Linked DNA regions of Mus musculus: regions 1, 2 and 4 are each linked to region 3. A link is a contact called in public HiChIP or PLAC-seq and promoter capture Hi-C data. All regions are on one chromosome and are shown on one strand. Each heading gives the region's core, a stretch centred on a gene start, on an enhancer-like site or on the middle of the called end of the contact. The rest is flanking DNA. Distances are from core to core; before and after follow the strand shown. Region 1 holds the start of Saxo1 (stabilizer of axonemal microtubules 1). Region 2 holds the start of Haus6 (HAUS augmin-like complex, subunit 6). Region 3 holds the start of Acer2 (alkaline ceramidase 2). Region 4 holds the start of Rraga (Ras-related GTP binding A).

The links. HiChIP or PLAC-seq counts read pairs in DNA pulled down with a chosen protein or histone mark. Capture Hi-C pulls out chosen DNA fragments and counts their contacts.
Region 1: a contact with region 3 is called in a promoter capture Hi-C map of liver. The contact joins the promoter of Saxo1 here to the promoter of Acer2 in region 3. A contact is called at or near these places in 5 of 39 promoter capture datasets (the 3T3-L1 cell line, fetal liver, liver and 2 more), 2 of 484 Hi-C or Micro-C datasets (the G1E-ER4 cell line and rod photoreceptor), 1 of 115 datasets of contacts at active chromatin or transcription factors (T-cell acute lymphoblastic leukemia) and 1 of 9 other capture datasets (liver).
Region 2: a contact with region 3 is called in a promoter capture Hi-C map of adipose tissue. The contact joins the promoter of Haus6 here to the promoter of Acer2 in region 3. A contact is called at or near these places in 13 of 39 promoter capture datasets (the C10 cell line, the HPC-7 cell line, cranial neural crest and 9 more), 3 of 484 Hi-C or Micro-C datasets (CD4 T cells, LSK cells and regulatory T cells), 4 of 115 datasets of contacts at active chromatin or transcription factors (the SCID.adh cell line, embryonic stem cells, memory CD8 T cells and 1 more) and 3 of 9 other capture datasets (adipose tissue, liver and pancreatic islet).
Region 4: a contact with region 3 is called in an H3K27ac HiChIP or PLAC-seq map of double positive thymocytes, with 4 times the contacts expected there. The contact joins the promoter of Rraga here to the promoter of Acer2 in region 3. A contact is called at or near these places in 6 of 39 promoter capture datasets (the HPC-7 cell line, hematopoietic stem and progenitor cells, liver and 3 more), 7 of 484 Hi-C or Micro-C datasets (CD4 T cells, CD8 T cells, the G1E-ER4 cell line and 4 more), 16 of 115 datasets of contacts at active chromatin or transcription factors (CD4 single positive thymocytes, the SCID.adh cell line, bone marrow-derived dendritic cells and 12 more) and 3 of 9 other capture datasets (adipose tissue, liver and macrophages).

The regions. Positions count from the first base shown.
Region 1 is chr4:86,556,979-86,560,120 of GRCm38.p6, reverse strand. It overlaps Saxo1 (stabilizer of axonemal microtubules 1), which reads left to right and starts at 1,818. Exons shown (of 4, transcript NM_001081096.1): 1 at 1,818-2,146. The coding sequence starts at 2,106. Saxo1os (stabilizer of axonemal microtubules 1, opposite strand) reads right to left here and starts at 1,677. Exons shown (of 2, transcript NR_131920.1): 1 at 1,356-1,677; 2 at 317-624.
Region 2 is chr4:86,610,766-86,613,767 of GRCm38.p6, reverse strand. Haus6 (HAUS augmin-like complex, subunit 6) reads left to right here and starts at 1,713. Exons shown (of 17, transcript NM_173400.3): 1 at 1,713-2,082. The coding sequence starts at 1,955.
Region 3 is chr4:86,873,002-86,875,887 of GRCm38.p6, reverse strand. It overlaps Acer2 (alkaline ceramidase 2), which reads right to left and starts at 1,474. Exons shown (of 6, transcript NM_139306.3): 1 at 1,292-1,474. The coding sequence starts at 1,399.
Region 4 is chr4:86,574,101-86,577,106 of GRCm38.p6, reverse strand. It overlaps Rraga (Ras-related GTP binding A), which reads right to left and starts at 1,434. Exons shown (of 1, transcript NM_178376.3): 1 at 1-1,434. The coding sequence starts at 1,188. The coding sequence ends at 247.

The sequences.
Region 1 (3,142 bases), core at 569-3,068, 320 kb after region 3:
AACAATGTTTACAAAATCCTAAGGCAGGAGATGATTAACAATACCACATATGGCCTGAAATCAGATCTCTGCTGGTTCAGAAATGAGCATCTGAATAACACAAGGGCAGTCTTTGCACACTGCACAAAAACATCCTCCAATGGTGGACCCCGTCTCTGGTGATAAACAGTGTGTGCATGTGATGGACCTGTCCTGAAAATGAACAGGGTGCGCAGGTCTTGGTTTGGTTTCCAAAGCTCCCATTTCTCTGAGGTTTCCTCCCTCCCCATTTCACATTTCTATATTCCCTTTAACCAGAAAGGCAAGAAATAACTTTGCTGTACTTAAGACTGATCAGTAAGTGGTATTCCTGTATGGGCCCTATCAACCAGGTACCAGTGGAATTCCAGCAGCTGGCAGTGGTTTGCTGACTTCGGTTTTTAGTCTGCGATGGAAGAAAGAACTCAGAGCACACAGCAGCTCAGCACTGCTGCAATCCATGACTCTTCAGACACTCGAAGCTCACACTGATAACATCAATTCCAGCTCTCTGGTCCACATGGTAGAAAGAGGAAACCAACTTCTCCAGGTTGTCTTCTGATCTCCACATGAGTCTTGGCCCACATGGCTCTCTTTACCCAGAACCTGCGATAAGCAAATGTAAAATAAAATAAAATAAAATAAAATAAATAAAAGCAACAAAAAGAAACAGTAATGTTTAAGTCCAAACATTCTCCTATAGTAGTAGACTGTATGGTATGCTACCGCACTTCTTTTGCTTGCTTTTGAGAAAGGGAGAGCCATGTAGCCCAGAACTTGCCTCCTTGCCCCAGATGCTGGAATTCTAGACTTGTGCTGCCACACCCAGCTCGAGAGCAGAGGCCCTTGACTTTGTTTTATTGTCAGAGTAAGCTGCTATCTTGTGAAAACACAATTCCCAGAATAGTTGTTTTCACTGCTTTGAAATAGAGTGAAGTCTCACTTTGTAGCCCAGGCTGGCCTTGACCTTGCAGCAACCCTCCTGCCTCAGTCTGTGCCGGGATCACAGGCTGAAGCCATCATGTGCTCTGACTGGTGGTTATTTGATACAGGAGATTCCAGGGCAGAGGTCTGCAGTGGTTTTCAGGACCGGCTTAGATATTAGGGAAGAGAGGTCAGAGGCCACAATAGAAGCTCCATAGCTGCGCTCCTTGAAGTGTGGGCTCTGGGCCAGCATCAGTAGCATCATTAAAAACTTGTAAGAGACACGTGTTTTCTGGAACCCATATTTCAGAAACAACAAACTCAGGGTGGGGTCTGGCAATCTGATTTTTGTCAAGCCTTGAGGTTCTGATGCTGCTAACATTTGAGACGTCCCTGCTTCTAGGCGTCATTACCTGAGCAATAGAGGGCTGGACCCTCTCATGCTGCTTTGTTCTCAAAAGCAGAGGCCTGTGGTTGAAAGCAATTCCAAGATGCAGGCAGCCAGGTATAGATTTTCCAGGAAGATCTGGAGATGGAATTCAGGGTCAATATTCTGGAGGTCCGGGCATGCATTTCCTCCAGACGGACAATGTGTCCTAGGGATGGAAAGTGCCACCCGACAAGATACTTTTCATTGTCTTTGCATTATGTGACCGTGCTGTTGGTTAACTCTGGGACTCGGAGGCTTCCTAAAGCCCTCCAAGGTATCTTCCATCTTCCTTCCAAGTTCCAGTGGGAGAGTCCCTGTCTTGGGTCTGCCAGGTGAGATACTAGGTGAAGTCTGACCTCACAGGAGGCCCTTATGATGTCATTGCCACCTCAAGATGCCCTCCTCTGTGACTTTGAAGGTCATAGAGGACTCAGTCCTGGGCCCTGTGGCTTGCAGGGGCCAGGCTGTGCTGGCAGGTGGGTGCTTCCCACTGGCCGCAGTGGCAGCAGCTTACAGACGTGAGCCGGCCTGGCTTGCTGTCTGTGCTAAGTGCTGCCTGTTTGCCCAAGGCCAGCCTCAGGAAAGGAATAGACTACAGAATTTTGCAAAAGGGCCACCTAAGTTTCCTTCTGAGCAAAACAGCATCGGTCAAGGCACCGAAGAAGTGTGATCGTTGTCCCAGGCAGCTGGGATCCTCTAGGCGATTGCCTTAGTGGAAAGTCCGAGGTGAAGGATGGGGAAGAGGACTTGCATCTGCAACCTGTGCTCCTGCGGGTAAGGTAGTCCTCCCAAGGGCAATCTGGGGAGGGGAGCCTGATTTTCACACTCCCTAGGGTGCCAAGCCCCTTTCCTGGAACGAAGACAGGATGTGTCTTCTTCATCCCGCTGCTTCGCTAGGCAGCATCGCACTGGATTCGGGTTTTAAACTGCAACATTGTTGACTAATATTTGATGCACACATGTCGAATCAGCGCTGATCAGGTAGTGTGTGTGTGTGTGTGTGTGTGTGTGTGTGTGTGTGCGCGTGTGTGTTTTCTGCAGGGTAGAGATTCAGGCACTTTGAGAGTGGGCTGGGCCCAGCCTTGTCTACATGCTGTTAAGACATGATGGAAACCCTGGACAGGCTGGGGCCGGTCTTGTTTCTTCTGTTGCAATTGTTAGAACAATAGTTCTTTTGTGTGGGTGAGTTTCTCACTTACAGAAATTGGTACTTTGGGAGCCATAGTGCACGGGCACCAACTGTTGCAGTGTTGAAATAAATAGCTAATCCAGGGGCGAGTTCGCTGTAGTTTTTGGGCAGGATGCCTTTCTGCCCCTTGTCTTCAGGGCCATGATGGTGCAAAGCACAGTGAAGGCAGGGTTTTGGAGAGGAACGTTGGGCTGCGGTCTCTGAGATGGTCCTTCTGGCTGCTTTGCCAGGACAGCTAGGGAACTGCAGGGCTGTGCCAGCCAGGGGATAGCAGAAGGGGCAGTACATAAACTTGCTTCCCAGGCTTCTGGCTAAGACCAAGTGAAAGGAGTGGCCTCGGGGACTAGCCCTCTGGGGTTGTCACTAAATGTGGGATCTGGGCTAGGAACCGAACGTCTCCCCATTCAAATTTCCCTAGGAATACTCTCCTCACAGGACTATTACAAGTGAAGGGATAGGGTGTATGTCTATGCACATGGATTCTATCTATTCTGTTAATACCCTAAGATCTGCAAAGGATTTTACAGCTACATATGTTACATGAAATAACAAAATTATTGTATTTGGGAGAATAGGTTAAG
Region 2 (3,002 bases), core at 464-2,963, 260 kb after region 3:
ATACATCTTTCAGAATACATGATCACAAAGTTCACACAAAAAATCAAATCATAAATTGAAATAGAAGTTTACAATAGAGAATGTCTACATTCGTATCCATTAGGAATAATTTTCTGGCTAAACATCCATCACCTGTCTCAGCTCCACAGGTTCACTGAAGGTTTAAAACCATAACTAAGTTATTAGTGAAGTTTTGTATAGATAAACCCAGTCAATATTTTATCTTCTGTCCTAGCACCTATAATAAATCATTAGTTCCCTTTATATGACTTTTGGTTAATTGTTTTATCACCTCTTGGAATGTGCTCTGAATAGGAGAAAATCTGGTTACCATCTAAGAACTGGTAACATGTGGAAAATTGGCCGAGTTCTCATTGCAGTTTTGACTATCAAAAACGACTTAATAGGAGTCCCAGTAAAAATGAGCTTAATAATCACAGATAAAATTTTAGGAATTCTTATAGGATCATCATGATGACTTAAGTCATCTATTTGTCTATATGGCATCACTACAAGACAATACATCTTCATGGATCTGCAGAGATCTGCTCCAAAGGGGTGTGCTACTACTTAGTGATTGTTATATATTTTTAATAATAACAGGAAAAGCAATATTAATAGCAGGAATCTTCCCTAAAATGAATTCCTTACAGCCTTGCTTAATAAGGGTGCACCTGTCGCAGGTCATCTAATAATCCGAAGTAGACCACTTCAGGATGATGCTTGTCCCATTATGACTCCTGACACTCAGCAGAGAGACAGACTTTGTTGTAGTTGTTATTCGAGATAGGGTTTCTCTGAATAGCTCTGGCTGTCCTGGAACTCACTCTGTAGACCAGGCTGGCCTGCAACTCAGAAATCCGCCTGTCTTCTCCTCCCAAGTGCTGCCCGGTGAGAGACAGATTTCTAGTACAGCAAGTTGAAGTATGGCTGGTGGTGCCTCCCACAAAGATGGAGAGCATTCCAGAATTAGGAATTCAGGGTCATCTTCCTTTGGGAAGGGAGTTCAAGGCCAGAGGAGGCTAAAAGAAATCTCGACTTGCAACCTCCACGACCAAAGAAACATTTGATAATAAAAATTTTGCCAAGCACTCTAGATGAGGTGATCAATGAACAACTCCATCGGCCCCTGTGACTCTTGCCCATTAATTCATATAGTAGGAAGGCAGGTACAGTCTTCGACGCCAGACTGCGCTACATAAAGTTAGAGCTACATAGCAAGATCCTGCCTTTTTGGTTTTGCTTTGTTTTATTTCGAGACAGGGTTTCTTTGTGTAGCTCTGGCTGTCCCGGAAATCAGTAGTGTTCTCGAACTAACAAAGTTCTTCTCCTCTGAGTACTGGGATTAAAGGAGTACACCGCTGCCTCCACCGGACAAGACCCTGTCTTAAAATAAAGGAAAAGATGATTTGTTTAGGGCCATACACCTGCATCACTCACTATAAGGAGCTACAATGTAGCTTTTACTGAACAGCAATCACAACCCGAGCAACAGAAACCTAAAACGCAAAGAATCCGGAACTAAGGCCGGGAGGGCTCTAGAAAACACCCGGTTTCCGGACCTTGGGGCAATTGGCTGGTCACGCAATGCTTTGTGGGTCTTATAGTTTCTCTCAGGGACTTCATGTGCCCGGAGACAGGGATGCATTGCATGGTGGGAGATTGAGTCCTCTTAGGAAGACCAGTCCCGGAAGTCGGGACTGCGCCTGCGCCTGCGCAGTGTAGTCTTCCGCAAGCGCGGGAGTCTTGGTTTGCGTGGAGCGCTGCAGTCACTGTCTGTTTTTCTGGGCGCGTTCGGCCTTTTGTGGTGGGATGGCTCTCGGAGAGGAGGCAGCGGGCGGCCGCCGCAGAGGGGTTGTCGTCACCCCGGGATGCCTGTAGGAGGGGTCCAAGGGTCCTCACGGCTTCGGTGCCTTCGTTTTCCTCCGTCACAGTCGCCCTGCCCGTGGAAAGCATGAGCTCGGCCCGGGACTCCGCTTTCGAGAAGCAGCATCTCTGGATGTACCTGCAGGCGCTGGGCTTGGATCCGAGCTCCAGCATCACGTTCGGCGGGAAGATGGTGCCGCACGCGCACCTTGGAGAGTAAGGAGATCTGGGGCGGTGGCGCGGTCCTTGGCGTCCAGTCACTGGCGGCAGAACCCTGTGGTGGGGGACTGGTCGTCACCAGTGTAAGGGATGCGGGTGCGGGACGCTTTAGAGGCGTGCTCTGCAGTTGAGGCACAACGGCGGGCCCGCTTAACCCTGCCTTCGTGGTCTGTAGTTGGTGGGAGGCGTCGGGGAACTATATATGCAAACATCTTATAAGTAGTTAACTGTGGGTTTAAACTTTGAATCCGAACTAAAACATGTTACAGCTAGCAAAAACATAATAATGTGTGGGAATGAAAATCAAAAGCCGATACCCTTTCCTTTGCCACTTCAGTTATGGTTGCGATCACAAAAAGAAATACTTTGTTTATATTTGTATACTTTAGACACGAGCTTCCGGTTTCAGGCCCCCTTTCCTCCTTATAATTTAATGGAAAGAATGATTCTATTATTACTATATCACCATCATCACCATTATTACTATTTTTTTTTTTCGAGACAGGGTTTCTCTGTATAGCCCTGGCTGTCCTGGAACTCACTTTGTAGACCAGGCTGGCCTTGAACTCAGAAATCCGTCTGCCTCTGCCTCCCAAGTGCTGGGATTAAAGGCGTGCGCCACCACCGCCCGGCTACTATTATTTTTATTTTGAGACAAAACCCCCCTCTCTGTAGTAATGGGAGGTGTGCTGGGATTTTAATTCCATCGCCTTGCTCCTCCAGATTGCTGTTTTGCTTGCTTGTATGTCTTGTGTGAGGTTGTCAGATCTTCTGGGACTGGAGTTACAGTTTAGATCTGCCATGTGGATTCTGGGAATTGAACCCGTGTCTTTTTGGAGGCGCAGACACTGTTAGTAACCTGAGACATCTCTCCAGTCTCAATGAATTTTGTCTTTTGTTTGATTTTTGTTTTTGTT
Region 3 (2,886 bases), core at 225-2,724:
CCTGCTCCGGCCTCTTCTGATGGTGCCTGTCTATGTAGAGAGCATCATAAATACCCCACCAGGTTGGATAATAGGGAACATGTGGCCACTTTCACTAACTAGATCTTTCCCTATGTCTCTGAATGTCAAAGGTCTGGTTTCATTGAGCAACTAAGAAGTGGGTGTGGAGGAAAAGCCCTGGATAAGGCACGGTGGAGAATTCTGGGTCAGTCGCAGACATAGCAGCACATGGGCATGACAGCTCACTGCTCAATAGCCTAGTAATACGAACAAAAACGGGAGTTGGGGGATCAAAAGTAAAGGACAGGGGCATAAAAGGGACTAGGGGTCTATCCAGGCAATAATGCTTGATTCTTGCTGAGAACATTCTTTCCAGAAATCCGAAAGGGGAAAAAAAAAATCCTAAATAGCAATCTCAAACTCACAATGACTCAAAGAGTTCCTGTTTTCTCTGTTTGAACAGCAAAAAAAGATAAGCCAGAAAAATGACCATGCAAAGTCACATTGGATACCAGAGTCCTGAGGGATGGATGGGTTCAGGGGGAAAAAGCAGAAACATTTCCTCTCCTAGGGACAATCCTTCCCTCTCGCAAAGAACAAAATCCCAGGAATTCTGTAAATTTCTGCTTGTCCATATCTAGGGACCTAGGCAAGTCCAGAAAACCCACAGCTATCACTCCTAGACTTCACAGTCACCACTAGGAGCTGGCTCAAAACTGGACTCTAAAAGCAACAAGAAAAAGAACTCATAGGAAGTTACTTGATTCTGGACGAAAATAATTAGATCAACATTGTCATAGTTTAGTGAAAAGGACTTGCCGATTTGTGAGAGTGGACCCAGCCCTGGACATGTCCAGGGCTCCCCTTTCCTAGGGAGCCCAAAACAGGTACTCAGAGGAAAAAAAAAAAAAAAAAAAAAAAAAAACGCACAATGAGACCCAGGTGCGTCACGCCACAAAGATCCTAGGCAGAAAAAAGGGAGCTGCCCCTGTGAGCTCACGTCCCTAAATGACCCAAACTGGAAAAAATGGGTTGATGCGGACCCTTGGATCCCGGAGCACAGGAGCCAAACAAGACAATAGAGCCATAAAGAAGAAAATGACAGGAAGAGCTGGAGGAGCTCTGGAAAGGGACCGGAGAGGAGTGCAGAAATGGAGCTGGAAGAAGCGCCCGGAGAAGGGGGCGTGGAGTGAATCTGCCACGGACGTCCACGGTTGCTTCCAGGCGCCACAGACACGGGGATAGCTCCCTCCCTCCGCCCACCTGCCCCGCCGCTCCCCGCGTCCCGCACCGTGTTGTAGAACTCGGCAATGGCAGGCACGATAGTGTAGTTGTCCTCGCACCAATCCACCTCCGAACTGCCAGCCCGCAGGTGGTCCCACCAGTGCGGGGCGCCCATGGCCGCTCTGGAGCATCGGAGCAGCTTCTCTGCAGCGGCGACCGGCCCGAGCGGCTGCGAGGCACACTGTGCGTCTGTGGCTTTATGCGGTGCGGGACAGCCTCCGGATACGGCGCCTCCCCGCGGCCCTCCCAAGCCGGGCTGTGCCCGCCTGCCACCGCCGGGACACTCACGCCCCAGCCCCGCCCCCCGGAGTCCCGGAGCACGGCGGCCACGCCCACCCGGGGCGGGACCTGACAGGCTTGGGGAACCCCCAAGGGTAGGACCGGGGCTGGGGTGGAAGTCGGGACTCTCCGGTTCCACCGTGGTTGGTGGCAAAGGTCTTCGGAGTCGCTCTTGTCCGCGTGCGTCCAGGTTGTGTAAAGAACGCCAAAACGGCCCCTACCCTTTGTAAAAATGTAAAGTACGGAAAAACGCACAGAGACCCGGACCTCTTTGGACTCCGGGGTAGTTCGCAGCAATTTTCTTCACTGCACTAGGGACACCAATTCTCACGCCTAAGGAATATTCTTGTTCCTCTTGAAGGCAGAACAGCTTTACCAGACCCAATTCGTTGCTGGCTAGGATAAAAAGATTCTCAAGGCTGTAGCAACAGGTTCTCTGGACCCTGCCAAGCATCCTGGGCCACCCACACCAGGAGAGCATTTCTGTAGTACTGAATGTTTAGTCATTTATGGGTAACATAAGACTTGGGGAAACCTTCGGCCATCCCAACCCACAGAAGATGCAGGTAAGAACACACAAGTACAGAACGTAATACATACATAGTTGTATATAGTACATATAGTATTATGAGCTGGGCACTGTTGAGAGAGTGTTCGTTCATATGTCACTCATTAGGTGTCCCCGGTGGCATCCTGGGTAGCGGGTTCTGTTAACCTTTCTACCTTTCTCTTCCTCAGACACCCACACAGCCATTGTCTCCACGGCTGGCAGAAGCTGCCAGTCTCCACCTCCTGTTTACGAAATCCAGCTTTATTCCTTACAGGCCAAACCACTCCTGTGACCTCATTATCCCACCTTCTGTCCCCTCTCCCTTCTCTAGAGCCGGTTCTACTGAAGGTCTTCTGGAACCCAAGAAGAAGAACATAGACTGTGACCTCCTTCTAGGGTCAGTTACAGGCTAGCAGGAGTGAGCAGGCCAGAGCCACAAACGAAAAATGCACTATAAGGGCTCCCTGCACAGTAATGGCTCCCCCACTGTTGTATATTCAACACCAGCTGGTCCAGCAGAACTGCTTTCTCATGTGATCATATTTTTCTCCTCCCGATAGCTTAGGCAAAAATAAGCTGGGTGTAGTGGCACAAGCTTGTAATCCTGGAAAGAAAAACTATCCATTATCTATCTATCCAATATGATATAAAACAGTTACTGTGTATGGCAATTTTCTGAATTTGTGGTCCACGTGATCAAAATGTTTCTTGTTAGTACTGTAACATTATTTATCATTTGCAACATTTTTATTTTTGATTTTTTTTTGAAACAG
Region 4 (3,006 bases), core at 185-2,684, 300 kb after region 3:
CACCCACACCCCACCTACTTTAGTGTTAACACCACACTAACTTTTCATAAAGGCCGTCTTGAAGATCTCTACTTGATAGCTGAGTAAATAGCGTCCAATACTAAGACTAGGGAAGAGATGAGATAGTAAGCACACGTTTCAAGCTCACTTTTAAGCACATGACATTATGAATATTAAAGACAAATGATGCAAAAAAAAAAAAAACACCGTAATTCAGCATTTTACTAAAGAGCATTTGGCATTATTTCAACGCATGAGGAGGCTGTGCTTGGGCCCATCTACTCTTTCTAGCTTCTCAAAGTGTTTCCTGGCATTACGAATGTTGATCAGAGTAGCTGCAGAAGGGATGGATGGATCTGACATGACCACCATCACGTACGTGTTTGATGTAAAGATGTCGATGAAGGCAGCGAAGTTAGAATTCCTCACTTCCATGCTCTGGAAAGAAGCGGCCAATTTACTGCAGCTCAGCTTAAACTGCTTGATGATGTTGCTGATCTTCTCAAAGCGGTGCACATCTCGCTGCTCTTTGCACTGGTAGTGGGAAATCACCAAGAACGTAGCTCTCTCGAACAGCAGAACTTCATCAGCCTCAATAATCTGGGCAAAATTCCTTAGGTTCATCTCCAGCTGCTGAACGTTGGGGATCAGCTGATAGACGATGCTGGACCAGGCTTTGTAGAGCGTCTCATCCCAGATGGACGTTCGAAAACAAGCGCACTCCAGCGGGCGAGACAAACGCCTCAGGTCTTCCTCTCGCTCTTTAAAAATCAGGTCACGTTGATCTTCCTGAACCAGATCCATTTTGTGCACCAGGCAGAAGATTTTGGCGTCAGGTGAATTCTGGAGGATGGCTTCCAGACACGATTGGTAATAATGCATATCTTTTTCCAGTTCGCGGCTCTCTACGTCAAACACGTATATCAGAACCTCCACATTACGGAAGATGTTGTCCCGCTGGCTGGTGAAGTAATTTTCCATAAAGGTGTCCTGGCCGCCACAGTCCCACAGGTTCAGCACCAGGTTCCCCAAGAATCGGACGTGGGAGTGCTCCACGTCGATGGTGGCACCCAGGCGCCTAGTGTCGCGCGCAATATAATTTGCAAAGATGATCGACCTCATGCTGGTCTTCCCCGACCCGCTCTTTCCCATCAACAGCACCTTTTTCTTCATGGCTGTATTGGGCATCACCTGCCGGCGTCGCCACGGACTGGGCCTGAGGCACGGCCTAACGGCGGACCGACCAAGGATGGGGACGGCGGGACACCGAGCACCGACCGGCAGCGGAGGCCGTGCACGCGAGCTGGGGGCAGGAAAGACCGCGGCGAGGCGAGGTCTCAGAAAACAGCGCCCGAGGCAATGGCCACAGCCGCTCCGAGCTAGCGAGAGCAGACCAGTGATGTGATCAGCTTCGGCCCGGCCGCCACCCACTTCCCGCCGGCATCTCGCGAGAACTCCGAGGGCCTGCCGCCACCCACTTCCGGTGGCGACATCGCGAGAACGTCGGCTACTCCTTTGAGACCCTTGGAATTCTAAGAAACTGCTTCTTCCATTGCAATCTAGCGCACAGCGAGTTAAAATGAAAGGGCGAGCCCACGCTGGGGTTTTGTTCTGCTTGGGTTGCCCTGGGTCTTTGCAGAAGGGGTCGAGTGAACCTGGGAGGGAGAATGCTGCCCCCGCGTGGCCAAAAGTCCTCACACGCCCACTGCCATTATCACCTCAGAGAGATAATAGTGCTGTAGGCTTGACAATCAGGCAGGTAGAGGAGCGGGGATGACAAATGAAAACCAGCAGAAAGAGATTTCGAAAAACTAATTGCCCAGGGCTAGGCAGTTCCTTACCAGGGAGACATCCTGATTCCTTGTTCTTTTTACCTCAGCTTGAGAATGTGTAATTAGAATCCAAAACTCGAGTAGAGGGTAATATGGAACACCATGCAATAGCTTCGTCCTCACGGTTACCGTGTGAACAACTGTTTTCAAACCTGAGGGGGTTAACGAGTCTGAGTGCCTTAGAAGGTCTGCTCACTTAGCCATAGGCCACATGGCCTCAAGCCTTTAAGAAGAGATAAGCAGTGTCATCCAGTAAGTTGAGGCTGAGTCAGTAGAATTACCAGGGCACGTCATATTCCTAAATTAGGACACTGCATCCTTATTGTAAAGCCCTTTCCAGGTTGTATACTACACTGTACCAATGAAGACATTTTCTCACTTATTCATTCAAAAATTGGATGTTGGGGCTAGAGACATAGCTTATCATTTAAGCCATGGTCTCCCGCACAGATATGGTGCACACACACACACACACACACACACACACACTGCTCTTCCAGAGAACCTGGGTTTGCTTCCCAGCACCACTGTGACTCCTTGAAACTGTAACTTCAGTCCAGGGGATGATGCCTTCTTTCAACCTCTGTGGGCACTGCATGCATATGATGCATAGACACACAGGCAAAATATGAATTTACATAAATAATGTTTACAATATGCAAGAAAATTCAAAAGTGGGCTGGCAAGATGGCTAAGCGGGTAAGAGCACTGACTGCTCTTCTGAAGGTCCTGAGTTCTAATCCCAGTAACCACATAGTGGCTCACAACCACCCCGTAATGAGATCTGATGCCCTCTTCTGGTGTGTCTGAAGACAGCAACAGTGTACTTATCTATAATAATAAATCTCTGGGCTGGAGTGAGCAGAGGTCCAGAATTCAATTCCTAACAACCACATGAAGGCTCACAAGCATCTGTGTAGCTACAGTGTACTCATATACATAAAAAAAGACAATTTAAAAGTAATCATTGTTGCAGGATATTTGATCACACTGAACCCTGAGAGTGTATTGTTTACTAAAAGACAAACAAAAACAAAAAAACGATTTCTAGTTGTGATGTGGCTCAGTCATAGCACACACCTTTAATTCCTCTGGTTAGAATACAGATATGCCCTTAGAACACACTTTTAATCCCAAACAGTGAAGGTAAAGTTAGTTTGTAGAAGAAAGCACC